Linked DNA regions of Mus musculus: regions 1 and 3 are each linked to region 2. A link is a contact called in public HiChIP or PLAC-seq data. All regions are on one chromosome and are shown on one strand. The core of a region is the stretch at or near the end of the contact, and the rest is flanking DNA. Distances in the headings are between cores, read along the strand shown.

The links. HiChIP or PLAC-seq counts read pairs in DNA pulled down with a chosen protein or histone mark.
Region 1: a contact with region 2 is called in a FOXA1 HiChIP or PLAC-seq map of pancreatic cancer cells. The contact joins two enhancer-like sites. A contact is called at or near these places in 1 of 39 promoter capture datasets (cranial neural crest), 2 of 484 Hi-C or Micro-C datasets (both in the G1E-ER4 cell line), 2 of 115 datasets of contacts at active chromatin or transcription factors (kidney and pancreatic cancer cells) and 1 of 9 other capture datasets (embryonic stem cells).
Region 3: an HNF4G HiChIP or PLAC-seq map of pancreatic cancer cells shows a contact between it and region 2. The contact joins the promoter of Rhou here to the enhancer-like site in region 2. A contact is called at or near these places in 3 of 39 promoter capture datasets (cranial neural crest, hippocampal neurons and stem cell-derived epiblast-like cells), 1 of 484 Hi-C or Micro-C datasets (cortical neurons), 2 of 115 datasets of contacts at active chromatin or transcription factors (embryonic forebrain and pancreatic cancer cells) and 1 of 9 other capture datasets (embryonic stem cells).

What each region holds. Positions count from the first base shown.
Region 1 is chr8:123,766,934-123,769,665 of GRCm38.p6, reverse strand. No RefSeq gene overlaps it. Among named protein-coding and RNA genes, the nearest start is that of 4732419C18Rik, 14 kb to the right of the region's middle. Within about 2 kb of position 1,370, at least 27 of the 459 cell types and tissues checked have an H3K27ac peak or open chromatin away from gene starts, as enhancers often do. A contact at or near this core is called in pancreatic cancer cells, where this site is marked.
Region 2 is chr8:124,339,333-124,342,032 of GRCm38.p6, reverse strand. It overlaps Galnt2 (polypeptide N-acetylgalactosaminyltransferase 2), which reads right to left. Exons shown (of 16, transcript NM_139272.2): 15 at 1,095-1,214. Among named protein-coding and RNA genes, the nearest start is that of Pgbd5, 93 kb to the left of the region's middle. Within about 2 kb of position 1,357, at least 36 of the 459 cell types and tissues checked have an H3K27ac peak or open chromatin away from gene starts, as enhancers often do. A contact at or near this core is called in pancreatic cancer cells, where this site is marked.
Region 3 is chr8:123,652,523-123,655,222 of GRCm38.p6, reverse strand. Rhou (ras homolog family member U) reads right to left here and starts at 1,294. Exons shown (of 3, transcript NM_133955.4): 1 at 1,007-1,294. The coding sequence starts at 1,277. Gm35874 (a long non-coding RNA gene) reads left to right here and starts at 2,487. Exons shown (of 3, transcript XR_388157.3): 1 at 2,487-2,700.

The DNA.
Region 1 (2,732 bases), core at 121-2,620, 570 kb after region 2:
ACCGGAAGAGGGCATCCCATTACAGATGGTTGTGAGCCATTGTGTGGTTGCTGGGAATGGAACTCAGGACCTCTGGAAGAGCAGTCATTGCTCTTAACCGCTGAGCCATCTCTCCAGCCCAGATATTTACCAGACTACCTTTAATCCTACTCAGTGTATCTCACAAACCTCCCCACAGTTTTGTTTAAGTTCCTTGGCAGCCTTTTGAGAAGCAACTTCAGCAGCCACCCAAATCCTTTATGTGGCTCTTGTAAGGACAGTTAAGTTCAGCTCTCTCTTGGGAAGTCCGGGACTCAGGCTTGGGTAAGTGTGATCTTTTCTCCGAATGTCTCTGTCTATACCCCACCCCTGCTCCACACCTGCCCCAGCTTAAATCTAAGATTAAACTCTAACTCTGCTTCATACTGACTGGCTCTGAAATTCTTTTCTGCAGTGGAGTTGGGAACCCCAGCTCCTCTGTGGTCTCTGAGCAGCGTTTCCTAGGCTGCCATGCAGGTGGCAGTGTGGAGCTGACTCCGCTTGACAGTTTTTAATGCACTTGGATATTAGCCCTTTATCAGGTATGTGGTTAGCAATCTTTCCACAGGCTGTTCTTTGGCCACTGACAATTTCACAGCTTTTGAGTTTGTCTATTTTTGCTTTTGTTGTTTGTGTACTTGGCAATCCGTGCCAAATTCAAAGGCAGCCCACCGGCAGGCACTTACAGCTACCCTGCTTTACTGAGCTTGCTGCCACCTGGCAGAAAGGCCACTGTTACTCATGGTGACAAGTCACTTGGTGAGGATTCCTTGCCCCGCTACTGCTCAGTTGTGGGTTCAGGGATTTCTGTGGTGTGTCATCAAAGGAGAGAGCCACATGGTCCTCCTGTCTGAAGACACCGCTGTTTGGCTTCCTTCCGGGTCTAGGGCAGATGCTCACAGAGTTTGGGAGTAGACACAAAAGGCATAAAGATCGAGGATAGTGGAAGGGGGGTGTAGCCTCCCACGGCTGAGGCGACCAACGCCCATCCACCCAGCACCCACTTTTAGAACAGCATAGCACAGGCCGTGTGTGGAGCAATCTGTCTGTTCTCCTTTTATGTAGTTTACTGTCTCGTTAGAAAGATTTCAAAATTAGAATCAACATTTGGGAAGAAACGAGATCTCTTCACACACAGTGAATCTAAGCGGCACCAAAACTGCAGAGCTGAGTCCTTCAAAGGTGACCTGGGCTCCAGCACCTTCCGTATGTCATACCTCGGCACCTTCCGTACAGTCCAGAGCTGCCCATGCTGGCTTCCTTCAGCCTCCCTGCTCATCAGGACTGCCCAGTCCACACTCTCCCCATACCTACCCCATGCTTCCCTCCTATGCATGCTCTTACCTGTCAAAGGAACACCAGTGACTAAACGCTCCTCTCAAGCTGCCTCCTGGGTTCTCCCTACCCCACCGTCCTCCCAGGGAAACAAGCATTTCAACGGCACCATGGGCCTTCACTATCCTTGCTGGGGAGCCACGCCGTGTCTGTCTTCTCTCTTAACATAGAAACGAGAAACAGTGGCCCAGCATCAAACCTTCTATATTTCCCTTGGGCCAGAGGCCAGAAAGCCAAGGTCAAGGGAGGCACAGCTCCAGAGATCACCTCAACGGACAAGCTCTGTGTTCTACATCACTTGGGAAATGCTAGCAAGAAATGAATCATCAGGGGAACCGATGTAGGCCTTGGTGTGCACTTGGCCAGGAAAATCTTAGACCCTGATCTTTCTTGCTCAGTTTCGTTTTGCAGCTGAACTTCTCCTGCAGCCTTCTGCAGGGTTAAGTCAGTGCCTCATGCTGTTCTTGTTCACAGGAGCCTAGGGGTGAGCGGTTTCCCCGTGCAGAGAATTTGTCAGCAGGACTTCAAGCTCTGCAGACGCCACCATCTGATCCTGATAATCCGTCTTGGAGAGCTACAGACTCACCGTATCTGGGCTGCAGAGCTTGGTCCTGCCCTTCCAGTTGGCCTTTGATGCCTCAAGACGCAGATGCCACACCTAACACTGAACCCTGTGCTTTAGCCTGGGGGCCTGTTTTGGTTTTCTTCATGTTTTCTCTTTCGGGTACCTAGAGACAAGAAAAATACAGTAAATTTAATACTATCTGATCTGTGATTTAGCAGGCTCCTGGCGGTGCTGGGTAAGCATCACTCATCACTCGGGAATGCGTCCTGTGGTCCTGCTCATCCTTAGCAGGGCTCAGGGTTCACGCCGAGAAGGTCATGGGGGCTGAAGGTAAGGCTACAGCTGTAACATGTGTCCCTTGCTGGCCTCCAACTCCAGATGTTTGGCCAAGCCTTATAGAGCTGCATCTGGGAAGGTGTTTCTATAATATCGACATTTAAATTAGTAGAGTTTGGGTGGTGCAGACAACCCCTGAGTATATCCTAACTCAACACAATGCATATAATGAATATCACACACACACACACACACACACACACACACACAGAGAGAGAGAGAGAGAGAGGGGGGGGGGGAGAGAGAGACATAGAGAGAGAGGGAGCTTTGTGAATTTGGCTCAAATCCTAGTCCTATAGCCTCTGTGAGGTCCAGCCAGGCTAACCCCCAAATCATTGCCTGCTTCCCAGGTACCTGGAGGTCACACATCAGTCTCAGTATCTGGCATTTGGGCAACTCATAAATTTTAAATGGCTTCTGCCAGGAGCTGAGGGTAATTACGACAGTCCTAGGACAGACACAGGTGATCCTGTCCTTG
Region 2 (2,700 bases), core at 108-2,607:
GTACAGTGGCCTTCCCTGGTTCAACATTTACAATCTTATTCTATAGGGTCTGACTCAAGTTATAAACTGCACTAACCGATGTTTAGAGAGTGAACACAGGGTGGACTGGGAGCAGGGACATGGCACTCAGGTATGGGAATAGATTTAGGGATGGACTGGGGAGACAGGACCCTTTGCAAGCATTTCTCCATCACCTAGGATCTAAACAGGAACTGGACGCTGACTGTGGCCCCATACCACCTGCTAGGTGGTGGTAGGCGGGGAACCTGGGCCTCTGCTTCCGTTTGTGCAATCAGGTGGATGAAAGGATGCTGAGCCGTGCTCTGGTGGCCCTCGTGCCTCAGTTTCCCCCACATTTGTCTTCTGGGGAGGGACCGTGGGGAGACTGGCTACACTCCCCTGTAGCAAGTTAGAAGGGACGGTTAGTGCCTGCACTGTGATTGTCACTGCAGGGCTTAGGAAGGTGCTTTGTCCAAGACCCCCAGAGAATATGCCAGACAGAACTGGCTTCCAAGGCTTGCAATAAGCTCTGGTCCACGGAAGAAGCAATATACAGAGAGGCTCAACTGTTACCAGGGTTAGGATTCTGATCTCACTGTAAGCTCGGAGTGAGACAAGTGGTACCCCCCAGTGCTCAGCCACACAGCCCAGGGCACCGCAGGGGAGTGGCCACTCCCTTTATGAAGGAGACTGACAGGGAGCTGAGGAGGCTGCGGTGGCCCCAAACCTCAGGAAAACATACTACCTAACTGCCAGCTATGGAGACGATCCAGAGTCAAAGCCCAAAGTCCACTTTCGGTAGAATATGGGTTACTCTGCAGCTAAGTCTTTGTGCCCACCCATGCCCATCTTGTTAACCATTCAGATTAGAATTTCTGTAAAGTTAAGCAGGAGAACAAGCAACTTATGAATGGTTTGCTTAAGAAATGACGTAATTTCACATCAAGCGCTCTGTGGCATGAGGAAGGAAAGGAGGCTGGGACCGTGTGACATGAGACCTCCAGCGGGGATGAACTGGACCATGGGTGTGAGGTGGCTAAGCACGTGGCCCCCATCACTGCTGACGCTATGAAAGCCTGGGACCTCGGACGCACCTGTCTGCTGTCGTTCTCCCGGCAGCCCTGCAGCCTGATGAGTGACCCAGGCGAACGGTCCACCACAGTAAGGCACAGGTCCATGTGCTTCACCGACTTCTCCTTTGTCAAGGCCCATTCCTGGGAGAGACCACGAGTCAGAGGTACACCCCAAGTCAAGCTGCAGTCACGTGGGAAACTTGACTCAGGCCCCAGGGGTAACTCAGAGCCAGCAGGATGCTCCCGGCTGAGGGACAAAGCTACGCCTGGCTGCTAAGGTGTAACCTTGGTAACCGCTATGTTTTGGTGGGCACGTGTGGGCCCCAGCTGGTAGGTCTGTTCTGGGAGGCTGGGGAAGTGCACACTCCTGCCACCTCAGCTGGAGGCCACTCTGGCTGGCAAGTCCAGTTATGCTGGACTGACTGTACTCTCAATCCAGGAGCCAAAGTAAATGCACCCTCAAGTTATTTCTGTAACCTGATCCTTAGAGGAACAGCCACCCACACAGGGCCTTCAGGATCCAGGAGTGGAGGCCTCAGTGAGCCCAGCATCCCACAGGGACACTGAGCTGCCCAGGCCCTGGGGGCTTCTTGTCTCTTCTCTGGCTCCACTGACCTGTGTCCCTCAGAAGGGAAAACGGAAGACGCATGAATGTATTCTGTAAGGGCTACAAAGACTGCCACAAGGCCAGAGGTGGTGAGCCAGGGAAGCCTTGCTATCTATAAGCAGGTGGTCTGCTGACACTGAAACTTCAGGGCTGCCACTGGGACATGAGGGCTCCTGACTCTGAGAAGTGGGGGGAGGGTGGGGGGGGGAGTGAGGGAGAGGGGGATGGGGGTAGAAGCACAGATAGTCAGAGAGGTTGGAGAAAGAGGATGCAGTGAGCCTGGAGGCAGGATGGCCTGATGGATCTTTCTTTCTGTCTCTATCCCTGCCGTGGAATGAGTTCCTCTGTGCCACTGGAAGTTCTTCACAGAAGGTGACTGCACTGTGAGTCACTGGGGCAGGCCCTTCTGAAGTCAGCCTCACCTTCTGTCCACTTCCAGACTGTGGACACAAGGTGGCTGGCTTCCTCATCCTCCCATGCCGTGATGTACTGCGTGGGATGTGAGTAGAAGGACCCTTCTCTCTTAGGCTGTTCTGTCTCCACAGTGAAGGGTGGTGGGTAGCTTATCTACAGTCTGTCTGCTCTACCCAGTGTGCTTCCTTCCAGATGTGCCAGGGCGTGGAGATGCAACTCCATGTCCCCGGTCTGCTGCTGTAGATGTGGAAGTCCAGAACCCCTCCCAACCACACCTATGTGTGGGCAACAGCTGGAGACACACCTACTTGTGGTCAGGAGAGTCACAAGGACCTCTGAGCACCGAGGGTCTAGACTGTCTTATTTGACAAATGTGGCTGGCCAGGAAGGTCACATGTGGATATTGTGGACTTCATTATTTTAAGATGGATAGTAAATACACTGAACTCCAAAAACCTGACTTGGCTACACATGAAGCAGAGCTGGCCACCTTGTGCTGGACCTTCAGCAACCTGAATTTGTAAAATATCTAAGAAATGCTTTTATAAGCTGCCATCCTTTAAAAAGTGTGGCCATCATTCTTTCATTTCCTACTTGCTGCTGAGG
Region 3 (2,700 bases), core at 45-2,544, 690 kb after region 2:
TCAAAGAGCCTAGAAACAACACAAGGTGGGAAACCAACTCTGCACTTTTAAATCAGTGGACAACCTCATAGATAATCCTGTTTTCTCTTGGGAAAAAAAAATCTCCCTGCTTCAGGGTTTATCATAAAACTCCAGCAGTTTTGAGAACTTGTGCAAACACAGGCGGCCTATCACCCGTGCGTGTGTGGAAATGGGCACTTCTCTCTGTCAGTTCAAAAAGAGGATTAAGAAAAGCTGGCAGAGAGAAGCCACACAGATTTTCCCCCAGGGTCCAGAGATAGGGTGAGAGCAAGGACCCCCCATCCAGTAAAGACTCGGAGGTTTCAGCTTATATTAGGCAATTTGTCTCCTTCTGATAGCATTTCTGGTTGTTTATAAATGTTTATGCTAGTGAGCGGTGGAGGGGGCACCATGCACTTCTGTTTTATCCATAGGGTCTCTGAAATTAGAGACTGGCCACGGAGACTGGAAGTCGGAGGTAAATTTTTTAGGAGGAAGATTTTTCACACTAGCTTAATGTGATTTTTTTTTTGTAACTTTTTCTTAAATTCCTGAAAGACTTTTTAAAAAATCAAGAGAAATGATTGCTTTACTTTTGTTATCTTTGTGTGATCCACGAACCCACCCACCCTTGAGAACTTGCTGTAACTAAACGCCAAGCTGGAGGGACTGGGCCAACCGTCAGAAACCGAGACAGCGCAGGCGGGGCGCAGGCCAGGCAGGCGCTGGGCTCAGAAGAAAGGAACGTTCTCGCAAGCCCCAGCCCTCCTTGGTGCGCCTGGCCGGCTCACACACGGGAGCAATCCGGGTTGCTCCAGGCGAAGATCCGCTGGAAGTGAGCCGCCCCGGAGGGCGCAGGTGGGAAGGCCACCTGAGCTGCAGCTCGCTCCGGAATCCCGGAGCCAGACCGGTCGGACACCCCGCTGCCACCTCGCCGAGCCGCTGCCCCGAGACCCGCGCCGCCCCGCGCCTCCCAGCCCGAGGCCGCGCCCCGCCCGGCGCTCACCCGAGAAGTTGTCGAAGGCCGTAGGGATGTACTCGGTGGGGTAGCCGTTAGTGGTGTAGCTGACCACCAGGCTGGTCTTGCCCACCGCGCCGTCGCCGACCAGCACGCACTTGACGCCGCGTCCCTCGGCGCCGCCCGCGCGCCCCCGACCCCCGGACACCCCGGGCCCGCGCGCCCCGCGCCCCCCGCGCTCTCGGCGAGGCGGTACCGGCGGCGCCGCCGGCGGCTCGCAGCGGGCGGGCAGCGCCGGCCGGCCTTGCTGCGGGGCCATCGCGGGGCGGCGGCCGCGAGACCAGCTGCCACCGGCGGACAAAGGCGGCGCACGGTCCGCACTCGGCTGGGCGTCTGTGCCCGCGCGGCCGCGATGTGGCCGAGCCTGCTCCGCCAGGCTTCCCTGCGACACCGGCGGGCGGGGAAAGAGGCGGGTCCGGCGGCTCCTTCTTCTATCCGAGACCACAGCGCCCCCGTCTGCGCGCCGCGCTGGTGAACTACGCCGGCGCCTCGAAACGGTGCGGCTGGACTAGCTGGCTCCACCACGCCAACCCACGCGGACCCCGAGCTACCCCTGGCCCCTGCTGTGGGCTTCTCATCCCCCCACCCCCCTTTCCCGGCTCCTTCCCAAGCTTCCTTTCCTCCTCTTGCTCTCCAGTTCCTCCTGCCCTGCCCCCTCCTCCCCATCCTTCTGTTCCCCCTTCCCTCCCGGCTCTTTCTCTTCCCTCTCCTCCTTCTCCCTCCTTAGGTCGCCCCCTATTCTCTTTCTACTCCACAACCTCCTTTCCGCGGTCTCCCTCTCACCATGATCACCCTGCTTCTTCCACTCTTCCTGTTCCTCCAGCTGCCCTTGCTCCTCCACACAAGTGTCTTGGTTTGGAGGGGGAGAGTGCTGTGGGGCCTGCCTGCTTTTGCAGTCCCTCAGGAGAGATTATTGTCTTGATAGCCAGTCCTGATGAGTAGGACTTAAGTTTGATTGCAGACAAATGTATGATTTTTCTGTTAAAAATCATTGATTCTCATTTGGATGCAGGATACCACCCTTTGTTAGCGCTCCCTCTCTTTGGCATGCTGTGACCTTGTGTGTATTCATGGTCCAGCAAATTTCCTTACAGTCTTTAGTTAAGTGCAATTTTGGCTGCCGTAGTATTATCTGAAAAGCTAATTGTCTGTTCATTTTGTGCTGCCCTTTCTCTGCCTGGTCACTAATGCTTCTGATTTGCTTCTGGTGTAAGAAGAGCTGTGTGCTGTTAATATTAATATTATTTTGCTGGTGGTAAAGACAAGAGCTAGGGGCCGAGAGAAAGGGAGAGTGGTTAAGAGCACCGGCTGCTCTTCCAGAGGTCCTGAGTTCAATTCCCAGCAACCACATGGTGACTCACGACCATCTGTAATGGGATCTGGTGCCCTCTTGTGGTGTGTCTTAAGACAGCCAGTGTATTCATATAAATAAAATAAATAAATCTTAAAAAAAAAAAGACAAGAGCTAGTTAAATACTGAGCCTTTGTTATGTCCCAGATGTTGTTGTAACCATTCTGTCAAAACGAATTCCTTTAATATTAGCATTACTTATACCCATTTTACAGCCAGGACAACCTGAAGTACAGAGATGCTAAGTGACAGGTTTGAGTTCCATAAAGGAAATGACAGCGTCCTACCTGGGATCCTATATGCAACCATGCAGTGTGGCAAGTGAGACTTG